Linked DNA regions of Mus musculus: regions 1, 2, 3 and 5 are each linked to region 4. Evidence: chromatin contacts called from public capture Hi-C and promoter capture Hi-C data. All regions are on one chromosome and are shown on one strand. Each heading gives the region's core, a stretch centred on a gene start, on an enhancer-like site or on the middle of the called end of the contact. The rest is flanking DNA. Distances are from core to core; before and after follow the strand shown.

Region 1 (2,700 bases), core at 74-2,573, 350 kb after region 4:
TGGCCTGAGGTGGAGACTCACAGACTCGGTGCCCTGGAATCCTGTCTCGCACATTCACTGGCTGGGTGATACTTGTTAGAATCCTTTCTGCTCTGGGTCACATAATCCTGCTGCAAGATAAAATACCCCAGGGTCTTTCAGATTAGAAACACCAAGTTTTCGCCTGCTGGCTGTCTTTGAGAGAATACAGAAGTCCAAGAAGATCAGGTTGTCTAGTAGAAATTCTATTTCTAAGACCTGAGCTGTAGGTCCATGGGAGAGTGTCTCCCAGCCTATGCAGATCTGGGCTTAATCCCCAGCAAAATCATTTTAGCATTTTTGAGAAATAATCCTTAAGTGACATTGCAAATCTGCTGATATGGGATTTCCATGGGGGTTCTGCCTCTGATCCCGATGATGAGGCTGTGTGCTTAGCTATCACATAAAACAAGTTGAGAACAATGACCTGCACAATATGTTACCAGCACAGGGAAAGAAAGTAGAATCTGGCTGTTAATATTTTCCCTTTCGCAGAGAGCTTCTCTGCCTTCTAGCCCAGTGTTCAGCAGCTGGTACTGGAGATGCACAACTAGGAGGGGGCTGCTCACGTGTGCACCCTTCTTCTGACAGCACACTTAGTATCCAGCAGCTCTACAGTGTTGTCCTTGATTCAGCTGTAGTCTCTCAGACCCGTGTCTTTATTTCAGTGTCTTCTCAGGCAACACTCTGTCATGTGGTGGAGGCTCCCTGCGCTCTGCAACATTCAACAACACTGTGACAAATGCTATCTAAAGACTCTGTTATCCACCTGGTTTCTCCCCAGTCCTGTGCTCTCTTTGGCAACTCTTTACTCTTTGGCCTTCATTTAAAAAAAAAAGTGTCCCTGAGAGATGATAAATGGGAAAACGGTGGGAAGAAACTGTGGGAGAGGGAGAAGGGAACACAGAGACCTTGGACCTACCATGGGAATAAACATGAAGAGATATTAAGACAATAGAGAGTGTGCTTAACGGAGTGAGTGTTTTAAAAGTGGTAAATTAATGGTAAAGAGGGCATGCCACATTAACTTTGAGTTATCAAGATGAAGGCCCAAGAGGACAGCATTGACCCTCAGTGCAGCATGGATGGTGTAGAGTACACTTTGGGCACTACCCTGGTTGACCAGAATGCTAGCCCTATGCAGTCCAAGCAGAAAGGCTTTCTCCATAGATGTGGGCTGTGAATGTCATTAGCTCCACTTATGATCTCGAGAACTTGGTGTTCCCAGCAAGATAGTAGGTGACTGGCTTTTCTCCAGCTCTTACAGCCAAGGTACAGCCTACTGAGAGAATCGGATGGGCGAAGGCAGCAGACATTTCCATGTTCTAGAACTACCAGCCAGGCCAGCCCCTCGCCAGAATGAAGCTTTCTGGATTTGTGAGCATTCTTGTGCTATTTGGCCTGCTTGCAAGAGTCCAGGGACCTAGTCTAGCTGACTTGCTGTTTCCCAGTAAGTACTGTTTTTTTCTAGTGTTGTCTGGGAGAAAGGGAAGTTTACTGGAAGGAAGAGACAAAGAACAATTCCTCAGGTGTGGGTCACCTTTCTACAGCTCCTTCCTGGGTGTGGCTCAGGAGAGGAGAGAGATACTTATAAGGTCTCTTAGTGTTACAACGACCTCTGTGTTGATACAGGGACAGGGGTCTGGGGAAACACCTTCAAAGTCCCTTTAAAAAGGGGAGGTGAGGAAGGGTTATGGTTCCAACATTAATGGGAAGACCTTTCACCTCTTAAAGAAGTAGACAGACATATTTGTCTGGGGGCTCTGGGGTCAGAGTTGGTGGGTTGTACAGAGTTGGTAGCCTGGTGATCTTGAGCAAAATATTTAATTTCCACGTGTCCTCTCTGGAACTTGATTTCTTCATTTTAAACGAATTTTGGCCCTACAGCTTTGTGGTGAAGAAACAGGACAGAGTAAAGCTTCCCCCCACGGTGACCGCTCTGCAGGTATTAGCTAACATTTGCTTGTGTTCACTATCTCATTTAATCCTCACAAGAACTCTACGAGAGGAAGTCCTATCAACACTCCTGTTTTATTCTTTTAATTTAAAATTTTGGAATTTTAAACATTAAAATATAATTTTCCCCTTCCTTTTCTTCCTTCCAATTCCTTTTACATACCTGCTCCCACTCCGTCTGAAACTACGGCCTCTTTTTCTTTAATTGTTGCTGTTATCTGTGTGTGTGTGTGTGTGTGTGTGTGTGTGTGTGAGAGAGAGAGAGAGAGAGAGAGAGAGAGAGCCTAAATAAATACAGCCTGCTGTGTCTGTTTATTATTTTCTGTATGTATATGATTTCAGGGCTGACCATTTGGTATTGGATAAGCAATTAAATTAGGGGGGTCTTCCCTGGGAAAGACTATTTCTCCTGAACTTAGCACCCCTTAGTTGTATATAGCTCTTTGTCCGTAAACTTCCCTCTTTGAAACTAGAAGACACAGAATTTAAAGAATGTGCCCACCATCACAAGGCTACCAGCATTCAACCAACTAAAGATTTTTCTACGATAACACCTGTATTAACCCGTTGAAAATTGTATACAATGTATTTAGGATCCTGTTTCTCCTCCACAACACACACACTCCCGGCAGAGTTAGGATTCCAAAACCCAGCTGCAGGTGGGGGAGGAATCACTGTGCAATGTTGCCCTCTAGAGGAAAACAGCAACACGACATAACTGAATAG
Region 2 (2,700 bases), core at 104-2,603, 290 kb before region 4:
AGCCTCTGGTCTCTGAAAGCATGAAAGAGTAGAGGCTAAGAATAGAGAGGTTGGGGAGGAAAAAGACCAGGAGACTGCACAAAAGCAACGCTTGGGAGATCAATGAAGGGAATGAACCGAGAGAAGAAGGACTTAAGGGAGGGAACCGGCTGTCGAGGTGGAGAATAAATCTCAAAATAAATAAGAGTGATGGAGTTCAGCTGGAAGGACTAGAAATGCAACCACCCAGAGGAGACACCAGTCACTAGGGAGGAGTGGGAGAGTGGAAATTAGAGCTCCCGGTGGTGAGCAGGCCAGGGCGAGCTGGAGTATGGGTCCCTAGGGACCATCAGGAATCAGGGTCTCGGAGGGAGGGCGTTGTCACCTCTTTAACTCAGCGTCTGTTTTGCAGGCCAGGATGCTTGGTTAGGGGCAGATGGCAAAGACATACAGCTGCACGGTCACTTCAGTCACCTGGCTGGCACCCATGCAGCTAAGAAAAAGGAAACAGTCTAGGCAGAAAAGACATCGGGCATTGGGCTAGCTGAATTTGAGCAAGAACGGAAAATCTGGCTTTGCAAGCGTTTCTGGACAGTGGGGGGTGGGGGTGGATTTTATTAGCCTCATGCTAGAGGGCACGAAGTTTAGGCTGGACTGTCTTGTTTGCCTACTCTTTTATTCTGGCTGGAGGCACAGGACTTCCAGAGCTCGCTCCTAAAGAGGAATGACCAGCGTGGCTCTCTTCCCAGGACAACTGACCTTCCACCTGCCAGCAGACTCCCAGCCCCGGGGCAGGGGCTCTGTCCACCTCAATGTTCAGTGATTGTCTCTGAAGCCTCGGTCTGTGCAAAGGGCCTTTCTGGGCAGCCAGCCAGGGGTGGCCACTTGAGAAGCCCGCCTCTACCTTCGCTTGCACCCCCTTCTTTTGAAGCCGGGCTTTCATAGTGTGTGGGGGAAGGGGGGCTAGATGCAGCGAAGTCTGGCCAGGGGAGTGGTGGGGACAGGGTCTAGTCTGCCACGGGTGCCTCGGGGCAGCTGAACCGCCAGGCAAGGAGGGAGCCCGCTCCCCTCCTGGGGGCGCTCCCTTCGCGCGGATCTGGGCTGGGAGGAGGAGAAGGAGCACTCCCCCGGGGGCTTTCCCGCTGCCGGCGACGGGGGAGACGGAGCCTCCGGGCCCCGCAGGCGAGGGAGGGGTGCGGTCGGGGCGGGGGCCGGGCTCCCCGGCTGGCTGCGGGGTCCGGCCCGGCGGCCGCCTGCGGCTCGGCGCTGCTCGGCGCTCCTGCCCGGCGGGCGCTGCATTCTCCGAGTCTCCACCAGAGGCTGCGGGAGGAAGGAAGGGATCCGTCCCTTGCACACTTCCCCCCTAGTCAGACACGCACACTCCCTCGCTCTCTCGCTCCTCCACACACGCGCGCACTCGCCGCCGCGGCTCCCCCTCTCGCTCCCGCTCTCCCTCGGCTCCTCCGAGCGGACGCCAGAGCCGGACCTGGCTGTGATCCTGCCGCTTGCTGGCGTCCCAAGGCGCGGACCAGGGTGCAGTCCGGCCGCTCCCCAAGGTAAGAGCGCGCGGCACCCGCGGGAGGACAACCGATCGCCGCTGGGGAAGGCTGCGGGCCGGGAGGGTGCACGGGCCGGGGAGAGGCGGGCGCGGCGCGGCGCGGGCTCCGGGGCAACAGCTGAAGCGCGCCCATCCCGCGCCCCCTCCCCGGCGGGGAGACAGGGACTTTCCCACGTCCAAACTTTCCCCGGCGCGGAGCCCAGCCCGGCCACCTCCCGGCCCGGGAGTCGCGGTCCCTGTGTCCTGAGCTCCAGGATGCCCCCGAGGCCGGGGAGGAAGGGGGTGTCTGCGCCAGGGGTGTAGGGCCGGAGTGCGGGGAGGGGTGGGGAGATGGAGAATCCAGCCTCTGTACGGGCCGGGACCCCGGCATTCCCGCCGCCCACCCCGCGCCGCCCCGGCTCGGCTCGCAGCCCCTCCCGGAGGCCCGGCGATCGGCGCGGCGGGAGCGTGTGCGCCGCGCGGGTGCGTGTGCGGGTCGAGCCGCGGCGACACGCGCGGCTGCGGCCACCCCTGGGTGGGGTGAGCTGGACAGGCTATGAGGACCCTTGTGGCCCTGCCGACGTGACCCCCTGCTCCCTTCGGCCGTCGGATGGCCGGTGGAGATTGAGAGGTAGCTCTACCCTCTTCATCCGCACACGACTCCGGGGACTCTGTCCCCACCACGGAGAAGGACCGGGCTTCACAGGCTCACGTCCAAAGCACGCGCCACTCGGGACTGACCCTCCGGAGGCCGGGGTGCGGAACCGGGAGGCGTGGACCTTGCGACTGTGAGGGCGTACAGGCTGCGGGACCCTCGATAGACACTATCCCTAACCACGTCTCCCTTGGCTCGGGACCTGACTTCGCCACTTCCGCTGTGGCCTGGTCGGGTCCCTGCCCCAGCTTGGGTGCTGCTGGAGACGACCCTGTAGGGTGCAGCGGGCGGAGCGCAGAGAGAGGCTGGAGTCCCCCGAGGTCTCCCCAAGCCGCAGAGGCACCCCCTGCTGGCGGGCACAGCAGCGACGGCTGAAGCCTGCGGGGCCCGGCCGGTTGAAGGCTTGTCCGGCTCGCGCTGCTAGGAGCCCCCTGCTTTCTCTCCTACCCTTCCTAGTCGGCGGCGGCGTTGGTCGGAGGGTGTGCGTTCCATCTGATGAGCTCCCTGGGTCCCAGAACCAGCAGGAGTG
Region 3 (2,700 bases), core at 158-2,657, 340 kb before region 4:
GTGCTCTCAGTCATGAGCTGTGAGTGTAACCAGAGAGCAGCCAGGAGCTTCCTGTCAGTGATGTGTTTTCAATAAATACTCTTTCATGTAGACTGCTTCCTATCCACACCTCTTCCTCTGCACTTATTCCCTGTCCCAAGGGTGAGGAGCGGCCTGACAGCCTTCATTTCAGTGTGCCTGGGAGCATGTGGAGAGCTCCCAGCCACTCTGAGAGCATCTCCCTCTCCCCTCATCTCTCCTGCTCTTGTCATGCGCAAACTACTCACACCTGCTGGCTAAGGATGCTCACAGCTTGTGCTACAGGACAGAGCGTTTTCTGCTCAGTCGTGCTGGGTACAACGTGGAAAGGCATACTGTACACCCCCAAGAACCCATCCTCCCTTTTTCCCCTGCCAGGGACACAGCCAGGGAACAGCTCGAGTACTTGTGCCTTTCAAAGAAGACATGTTCCGCACCCCGCATGTTGCCTGCAGTTAGTGCCCAGCTTGCCAGCTGGTGCTTTAAGCTGGTGCTCCCATCAGCAGCCTTGGTAGCTGGGAGGTTTGAATGAAGGCAGTGATGAAAATAGATACTTCCCCTTGCCTCAGTCAGAAGGGGGTGAGGACAGGCGCTTTCAGAAGGCATAGAAAGTGCATGCAACGCAGGCTTTGAGGGCTGAACGAAGCCAAGACCTTGGGCTGCGATGGGCACCATTGTAGGTCTCAGGAAGCATTGAATCAACGAATGCTTTCGTGATGCCAGCTGGCAACAGCCTACAGCAGCAGTGTGCACAAAGCACAGCTTACACGCTGGCCTTGAGCCTTCTGCTAGGAGCCAGGAGCCCAGCCAAGTCATGTGCAAGGATTCCTGTTTGCAGCCAGTCCTAGTAGAGCCCGGATGAGCAGACGCCGAGAACTGGGCCAGCTCGGGTCTGCAGCCCTAGCTTGCATGGCTTAGAGGTTATCTTGCCCACATACTCTGTACCTGAAATGAGTCAAATCCAGGTGTGCTAAATTGGTGTTCTGCGGCCACTGTAACCTGCTTCCCTGGGCTCCCGGTAAGACTAGATCCTTCTTACCCCCTTCCTTTTGGGTTCCATTTCCTCTGCGATGAACTTCACGTACTCAGCCTATTGAATAATTCTCACAAATTTATAGGCATACGCAATGTCACAAAGTGTCCATTATCACTTTGCCAGGACGTTTTACTAATAAAATTTAATGGTTGTCATGTCATTTCCCTGCTGCTTGAAGTCCCTGAAGAAATAAGCCCTGTACAGAGTTATTAGTAGCTGTGATTCGTTCCTGGTGCCCGTTTAAGGGAAAGGTACAGAGGGACCGTGTTGGGAAGCTTGCTGTAGCCGCCTTAGAGATGCTCTGGCTCCGCCCACCCCACCGACTTCCGGCGGAAGTCTCGCCTCCTGAGGCACAGTGCCCACCTCGAGCTTCCGGCAGGAGGCTCCCGGCGAGAGCCTGGGCGGAGGTAAGTGGGCGTGTGGGCGGTCCCCTGCCTTCTCGCCCGGCCTCAGTTTCCCCAGCTTTCCAGTGGCTCTGGGCCCGTTCGCCTGGCATTCGCCGAGCACGTACGAGGGGCCGGGTCTTGGGGATGGGGGGAACCAGGTGGATACTGCCGAGCAGGCGCGGCAGGGACACGTGAGCAAACACAGTCGTCACGCGGTGTTAAGTGCCACGCGCAATGGGGGTCCTGGGGAAGGGGACCAGAGCAGAGAGCATCAGGTTGCCTTGCCGAGGAGGACGCCGGCTGATGTTCCGGGCACACGGCTGTACGTGGCGTTGCAGCTGGCAGGCAGGATCCAGGGAGAACTTGCGGACCCAGCCCCGGGGTCTCCGGTCTGTTGGGACCGGCAGTCTTAGTTTCTTTCCCTGATGCAACTTAAGGAAGGAAGGAAGAAAGAAAGAAAGAAAGAGCTTATTTCCCCCATAGTTCTTGGTGCTGTCCGTCGTGAGGAAGTCAGGGCAGTAAGTGCTTGAAGCAGCTGGCCACGTCGTTTCCACAGTTCTGAAGTATAGAATCTTGAGAGCCATCAGTGCCTGCTAGTGCACTCTCCCTTCTTTATGGAGGCCAGGAGTTCCTGCCCACAGCTACCTGGGTCTCCTCACATCGGTTAACCTGATCAAGAGAATCAATCCCTTCCTGGTATGCTCCGAGGCCCGTCTCCCAGGTGACCCTAGCTTCTGTCAGGTTGACCACACTAACCATTCCACCAGTCTCTGGCTCCTTGTGGACTGCAGGCAAGTGCAGGCAGTAGGTGAACGGAAACTGTGGTGTAGTGTGTGGTGGTGGGAGAGGAAGTGAAGAGAAGTGGGTGGGTCAAGGAATAACTAGAGGTGGACTTGACAAGGCAGGAGATGAGGGATGCCGAGGGAGGCAGCAATGGCTTCACTGGTGCTGACTGCCTTCTGCCAAAGAAAACAGTTGTTCGGTTGGCCGTTTCTAAGTGACTTGAGAGTCAGATGAAGACCCGAGGAATATTAAGGTAGCTCCTTGCAGCACCTTGAGGTTGAGCTGTCGGCTGGAGTTACGGGGTTGGTCGTGGTGGGCTGGGAATGAAGGCGGCAAAGAGAGGCTGGGCTGCAGCCCTCAGGCATCTGTGCTTACTGAATGAGTCAGAAAGAAGGAAGACTCCAGAGACTGTGGCAAGTTGCACCCGCTAGGTCTCTGAGGAGGAAGCTGTCAGTTTCGTGAGCAGAGCCACAGAAA
Region 4 (2,700 bases), core at 102-2,601:
CTGGGGGTTGGGGGAGGTCATTTGTGGAAGCAGCGACTAGGGATTGTGGGGCAGGCATAAGAGCGGACAGATCTGCTGTCCCTTCTACTCTGTCCGTGGTCGTCCCTCCCATAGCCTGCCCAGCCCGGGAATTCTCACCCGCGACACCAAACTGGATGACAATGTCCGCTTCGGGTCCGTACACGCGGGTGAAGGTGAGGGGTGCCACCTCGCCCCACACCGCGAAGGCGCGCGCGAAGGCGTCATCGATCATGTCTCGCGGCAAGTCTTCAGAGTAGTTTTGGATCCTGGAGGTGAAAAGCCAGCGTCGATGGGGGATCGGGCATGCACGGATTACAAATGGGGGTGGGCGGGGCAGCAGCTACACCACGATCGCTTCAAAACACACAGGGCTGCAGCCTCTCTCGGAACTTGTATTGCTAAGGATCCCTTGTGTTCAGCTAACCGGAGGTGCAAACTGGCCTCCAGTCCCACCCAGGCACCTGCTTCTAGCCCGACATCTCACCAGTATGTGATGTTATGATGGTCCCACTTGAGGCCTTTGAAGGTTTGGAATCGACCCACGTCTGGGACACCACAGCGTGGTGTTCGAATGGCCTTTAGTGTCTGGCTGTCCAGCTCACCAGTCTGGGGCAGGGAGAGCTGCTTCTGAAGCATCAGCAAAGCCGGCCGTAGAGACTGCTTCTCTCCCATCATCTGGGCGGCCCGGGTGTAACCATAGCGGTACAAGTATGCCTGTGGATGGAGGAAGGGGCAGAGACATCACAGAGTTCTGGCACCTTGGCTCTGGACCTCTGGGCCACATGCTTAGGGACTCTACGGCCAGGACACCAGTTCTTCCTACACAGCTAGAATTCCCCTATCCTGAGGACAGCATCACACCTCGACCTCAGATGATATAAACCATGCCTACCCCTCAGCCCCACTAGAGTTTAACTGTTCACTGCCAACCTGCGCCATGTCACAACCCTTCGAAGCCGAACCCAATCTGTCCCTCCAACAGACCCGAATCTGCCCAGAGCCTCCAGACCACCTACCCCCTACTGCCTAACCCTGGCAGACATGCCCATCACCCCCAAATCCAGAAAGCATATCTGAGGCCCCATTCCTTGGGAGAGGGGGACATCTTCCTGACCAGCCCTTCTCAGCTATCCACCGAGCCATCTGTCTACCTCTGCCAGCTGGGTGTCCGTGAGGTTGGAGGTTTTCAGGTCTTTGGGGAAGACCACAAAAGTCGGCTGGCGCTGGTAAGGGGCAGCAGAGCTGCAGCCGAAAGCCAGGAGAGCCAGGAGCAGGGGCTGCCAGGGACTCATGGTGAGGACCGCAGCTTCTGGCTAACGCTGCCTTTGCAGAGATTTTAAAGAGGCAGTAAAACGGAATCAGTGACCCCGCCCCTCCCCTCCAGGCTTATGCTGACTCAGCGTGTGTGTGTGTGTGTGTGTGTGTGTGTGTGTGTGTGTGTGTGTGTGTGTGTTTACACTACCCCCTCCCTTATGCCCTGCCCACAGTCCCCCATTGCCAAGTCAGGCAGGACCCCCAGACCCACAGGAAACCACAGAACTCAGGGTTTAGTTTCTGCAAACTGCAGACTTTGTGGGAAAGGGAAGGAGGGTGTGCAGGATGGGGCATTCACCTAGCCCTAGGTCTGACGGCCCTGACTGATCAGCCCAGTAAAAGACTGGGAGACCTGAGGCCCGAGACCCCTCTTCCTTGGGCTTCTGAGACACCCCCTCCCTGGCCAGAGTGCAGCCTGGAGCCCATCCCCACACTGTAGGTTCTATCCTCTCATCCCCGCCCCCTGATAGAGTCTTTGACTCAGCTTCCTCTCCTGGCCTCTGGGAGCAGGCTCTTTGAGGCAGGATTTGGGGAATTCCATGGGGCAAACCCCTAGCTCCAGCAGGCTGACTCCTTGGGGAAGGAAAGATGAGCCTGGGGGGCGGGGGGACACACACATGTGGGAGCAAGCAGAAGCTTCATCCTTCTCAGGCTAGCACTATCCTTCCTCTTCTGTTTAAAGAACAAAAACAGACCCTTTGTCGCTCAAGCCTTTGTCCCTATATTGATCTGAGGATAAAATGAGACTCTCGAAACACAGAAAAACCACTTTCAGCAGTGTTCACGAGACCTCAGTTGATGGTGTCAGGTTTGTGATTGGAAATTAGGAGACTGGGGTCTTGGCTCTAAGCCTTGGGGTGACCTGGATGGGGCAAACACCTTCCTCTCCCGAGCTGTGAGATCGTCATGGACCCTTCCCCTCCTCCAGCCCTGCCCTGCTCCACTCAGGAAAGCTTTGGCACAGTCTTGCCAACAGCCGGCAGCCCCCGGCCTTCCATCCTCCTCGCCTGCCACCATGGTGGAGCAGGGCCTTGATCTGTCTTCAGCAAGCTGTTCTGACTAAGCCTCCTGTGTGCCCAGACCTTCATGTGCTTCCCAACGAACAGACCTGTGAGCCGGAGAGAGAGAGCTGGGTGTTCTCCCAAGCTTCTCTTAGATGCTTCTCACTGGTGAGCTCCAGCACTGAATTGCAGTTCTGGGTCTACCATTTCCCAACCTCGTCATTTCCCAACCACCTTGGGCAAGGCATTTCACCTCCAGGCCGCAGTGATCATTCACTTTTTTGATTTATTGTGTTGGACGTTGTGATACGCTCTCTACAAAACTCTCCTATATATTGCTATCCCATATGTGTGAGACTGTGTG
Region 5 (2,700 bases), core at 89-2,588, 440 kb before region 4:
ACATTGCCTCTCTGCTTCTTTTGGTTTCCACTTGATCTCTGGTAACTAGTTAACTAAAGTCATACACAAACTCTAGGAACACCGCAAACAAACCGGACTGCCAGGATATCAGGTTTGCTTTTTGAAGCCTGCAGTGTCCCTTCTTATGACCCCTTTATTTAAATTACATCATGGCCACGTTTGATGTGGGAGACAGTATACAAGCATTGAATCCCTGGAAGTCTGGCTCACTGAGAGCTATCTCTCAGCCTCTGCATCTCGAAGTTCCTTTTGGTATTTAAACATAACAGATAACTGTGTCAGAAACTGTCTGGCCTTCCAGTGACTAAGATATTCCATAGCTTTCCTCTTTTAAAATATATACACGGGGGCTGGTGAGATGGCTCAGTGGTTAAGAGTGCCGACCGCTCTTCCAAAGGTCCTGAGTTCAAATCCCAGCAACCACATGGTGGCTCACAACCATCCGTAACGAAATCTGATGCCGTTTTCAGGAGTGTCTGAAGACAGCTATAGTGTACAGTGTATAAATAAATAAATAAATATTTTAAAAAAATAAATAAAACAAAATATATACACGTATTCAATTTGTCCTCATGGATGAAGAGCAGTTTCTATATTACTTGGATTAAATATAATTGGTCATGTTAAAATATATTGTTAAGATGGCGCAGTGATTTATAGCAGAGGAGCAGAGTTCAATTCCCAGCACCTACATGATACCATCTTCTGGCCTTCTTAGACACGGGGTACCAAGCACAGCACGCAAGTAGTGGACAGACATACATGCAGGCAGGCAATATATCAATACATATAAAATAAAATAAAATAAAAATTGAAAATATTATACTGTTAAAATATTTTGCCATTACTTATTGTGACTTCTCCTTCTGTAAAATTGGCAGGAGAGTATGCACCTGTCAGTAAAGTCAGTAATAAACAGGATGGCGATTATTTTCTTTTAAGATATTTAGAGATGGTTTGATTCTTTGTTAGGGGGTCTCTTCTGTAATTTTGGGAAGGTCGTCGATACATTTTTATTCTGCTTACAACTGTTTGGTTATTATTTTTTTCTTAATACACTGTTGGAATTTCTTTACAGAGCTCTAATTTTTTATTCTCACACTTCTTCTTGTACTCATGGTTTTTACTCGTAAATTACTGTGATTAAAGCCCTAGCGCCTCAGAGGCTATCGGCTGGGTGGGGGCCGCAACTCCCTGTGGGAAATGTAGTCCTGGAAAGACTACAGCACCCTTTGGAGAACCGTGGGAATGGCCGCTCCGAGACTCTGCGCATGCGCGGTCTCCTAGGCTCTATGGATGCGTTTCCGTTTCGTGGGGCTCTTCCAGGCGAGGCTCGAGGGGCCTCTGTGCGCCACAATTGCCTGGGGCCTTCTGGGAGCTACAAAAGAAGCGAGGTTTCCCCTGAGCCAGAGGAATTCCGGGTGGCGACTCCGGGGCAGGATCAGAAGAACCAGCGCCTTCCTGGGGCCCGCGGAGGCTTGCGCGTGTCCAGGGGCCGGGCGAGGCTAGCGGGCGCCCCCGGGGCTGCAGGCCTCCGGGCGGGCAGCCTGGGAAGGAGAGAGGTGTGTGCGTGCAAAAAGCGGATCCCAGCAGTCCTGCGGATGCCCTTGGCCCGGTAAAGCTTCGGGGGGCTGCTTAAGGGTTGAGCTGCGATTGAGGGAATGAGCAGGTCTGATTTCATTGGCGGGTCTTTCGTTTGGGAGGGAAGGGATGCCAGCCATGGCTGAGAAAAAGGCCTCTGCATCACTTCGAACAAATGCGTGTCGTTCATTAGAGTCCCCATTCTGTTTCGCCAGAGTTGCTCAAACCCCGTCCATCACCATCCTGGAGTTTACTGGTTTCCTTTATATAGAAGAATGACCCAAGAGTATCTACAGGAAAGGGTTTTTATGAGAGTCGAACTTCTTCTCAAGTGAGGAAGGCAGCTATTTTGACCATTTAGGTAGTTTGCTAGTGCCAGAACCAAGAATTGAAATCTGGTGTGTTGATTCGAAGGCCAGGGCTTTGTCTTCTGCTACACTGAAGCAGAGGCCTCCCTCTCATGAAACTGCAGTTAAGCTTGGGGGAGGGGAGCAGAGTGATACGCATCTTAAACCCCTCACTCCCTCTGTCTGGTTTTCTGATTTCATCTGCTGAATGCATTAGTAGGAAAACAGGTAATTGATACCCAAAAAACTAGATGGTAGGTAGGTAGATAGATAGATAGATAGATAATTGATACCCAAAAAACTAGAGGGTAGATAGATAGATAGATAGATTGATTGATAGAATCTCAGAGTTGCTGGCCTGCTCTTTCAGGCTTCATATATACTAGAGCTTATTGATATGATCTAATATGAACTCTGAAGTGTTGTTTGTTTTTTAAGGAGACCTGAATAAGACAGTAGTTCAATTCACACCTTTGTTTCCTTTCACACAGTAAGAAAAGCTCTGATTAGTCCATTCAAAACTGCCCTGGGCCTTCCCTCCGCAGACGCTTTCTGTATGACGCAGGTCGAAGGGTCCTTTCCTTCCAGGGCATGTCTGTGAGTCACTGTCGAGCTGCTAGCCAGTCTGCTGATCACATTCCCTGTTCTTCCTCACCCAGCCCTTGGATCACCGGTGGTTCCTGGCCCTTTCTTGAGAACGCCTGGAAATGGACAGTACCCAGGTAAGTCACCGAGGGATTCACGTCCCACC

What was found. Promoter capture Hi-C pulls out the DNA fragments that hold promoters and counts their contacts. Capture Hi-C pulls out chosen DNA fragments and counts their contacts.
Region 1: a contact with region 4 is called in a promoter capture Hi-C map of liver, with 2.5 times the contacts expected there. The contact joins the promoter of Eppin here to the promoter of Mmp9 in region 4. A contact is called at or near these places in 9 of 39 promoter capture datasets (the 3T3-L1 cell line, embryonic stem cells, frontonasal cranial neural crest and 4 more) and 1 of 484 Hi-C or Micro-C datasets (myocytes).
Region 2: a contact with region 4 is called in a capture Hi-C map of embryonic stem cells, with 5 times the contacts expected there. The contact joins the promoter of Cdh22 here to the promoter of Mmp9 in region 4. A contact is called at or near these places in 21 of 39 promoter capture datasets (the 3T3-L1 cell line, 3T3-L1-derived adipocytes, the HPC-7 cell line and 11 more), 1 of 15 datasets of contacts at CTCF or cohesin (embryonic stem cells), 9 of 484 Hi-C or Micro-C datasets (the N1E-115 cell line, cerebellum, embryonic stem cells and 3 more), 13 of 115 datasets of contacts at active chromatin or transcription factors (bone marrow-derived macrophages, embryonic basal ganglia, embryonic forebrain and 6 more) and 4 of 9 other capture datasets (adipose tissue, embryonic stem cells, liver and 1 more).
Region 3: a contact with region 4 is called in a promoter capture Hi-C map of embryonic stem cells, with 8 times the contacts expected there. The contact joins the promoter of Slc35c2 here to the promoter of Mmp9 in region 4. A contact is called at or near these places in 26 of 39 promoter capture datasets (the 3T3-L1 cell line, 3T3-L1-derived adipocytes, the C10 cell line and 14 more), 1 of 15 datasets of contacts at CTCF or cohesin (large pre-B cells), 33 of 484 Hi-C or Micro-C datasets (the AML12 cell line, B cells, the CH12 cell line and 24 more), 21 of 115 datasets of contacts at active chromatin or transcription factors (the 230-238 cell line, acute myeloid leukemia, astrocytes and 14 more) and 5 of 9 other capture datasets (adipose tissue, embryonic stem cells, liver and 2 more).
Region 5: a promoter capture Hi-C map of hippocampal neurons shows a contact between it and region 4, with 5 times the contacts expected there. The contact joins the promoter of Zfp334 here to the promoter of Mmp9 in region 4. A contact is called at or near these places in 6 of 39 promoter capture datasets (the 3T3-L1 cell line, cranial neural crest, embryonic stem cells and 3 more), 1 of 15 datasets of contacts at CTCF or cohesin (large pre-B cells), 2 of 484 Hi-C or Micro-C datasets (both in embryonic stem cells), 13 of 115 datasets of contacts at active chromatin or transcription factors (astrocytes, embryonic basal ganglia, embryonic forebrain and 4 more) and 1 of 9 other capture datasets (macrophages).

The regions. Positions count from the first base shown.
Region 1 is chr2:164,592,194-164,594,893 of GRCm38.p6, reverse strand. Eppin (epididymal peptidase inhibitor) reads left to right here and starts at 1,323. Exons shown (of 4, transcript NM_029325.2): 1 at 1,323-1,468. The coding sequence starts at 1,378.
Region 2 is chr2:165,233,390-165,236,089 of GRCm38.p6, reverse strand. Cdh22 (cadherin 22) reads left to right here and starts at 1,353. Exons shown (of 12, transcript NM_174988.3): 1 at 1,353-1,535.
Region 3 is chr2:165,286,545-165,289,244 of GRCm38.p6, reverse strand. Slc35c2 (solute carrier family 35, member C2) reads left to right here and starts at 1,407. Exons shown (of 10, transcript NM_144893.2): 1 at 1,407-1,461. Elmo2 (engulfment and cell motility 2) reads left to right here. Exons shown (of 21, transcript NM_080287.2): 21 at 1-1,214.
Region 4 is chr2:164,946,870-164,949,569 of GRCm38.p6, reverse strand. Mmp9 (matrix metallopeptidase 9) reads right to left here and starts at 1,351. Exons shown (of 13, transcript NM_013599.4): 1 at 1,173-1,351; 2 at 506-735; 3 at 139-287. The coding sequence starts at 1,313.
Region 5 is chr2:165,386,897-165,389,596 of GRCm38.p6, reverse strand. Zfp334 (zinc finger protein 334) reads left to right here and starts at 1,338. Exons shown (of 5, transcript NM_178411.3): 1 at 1,338-1,636; 2 at 2,609-2,671. The coding sequence starts at 2,657.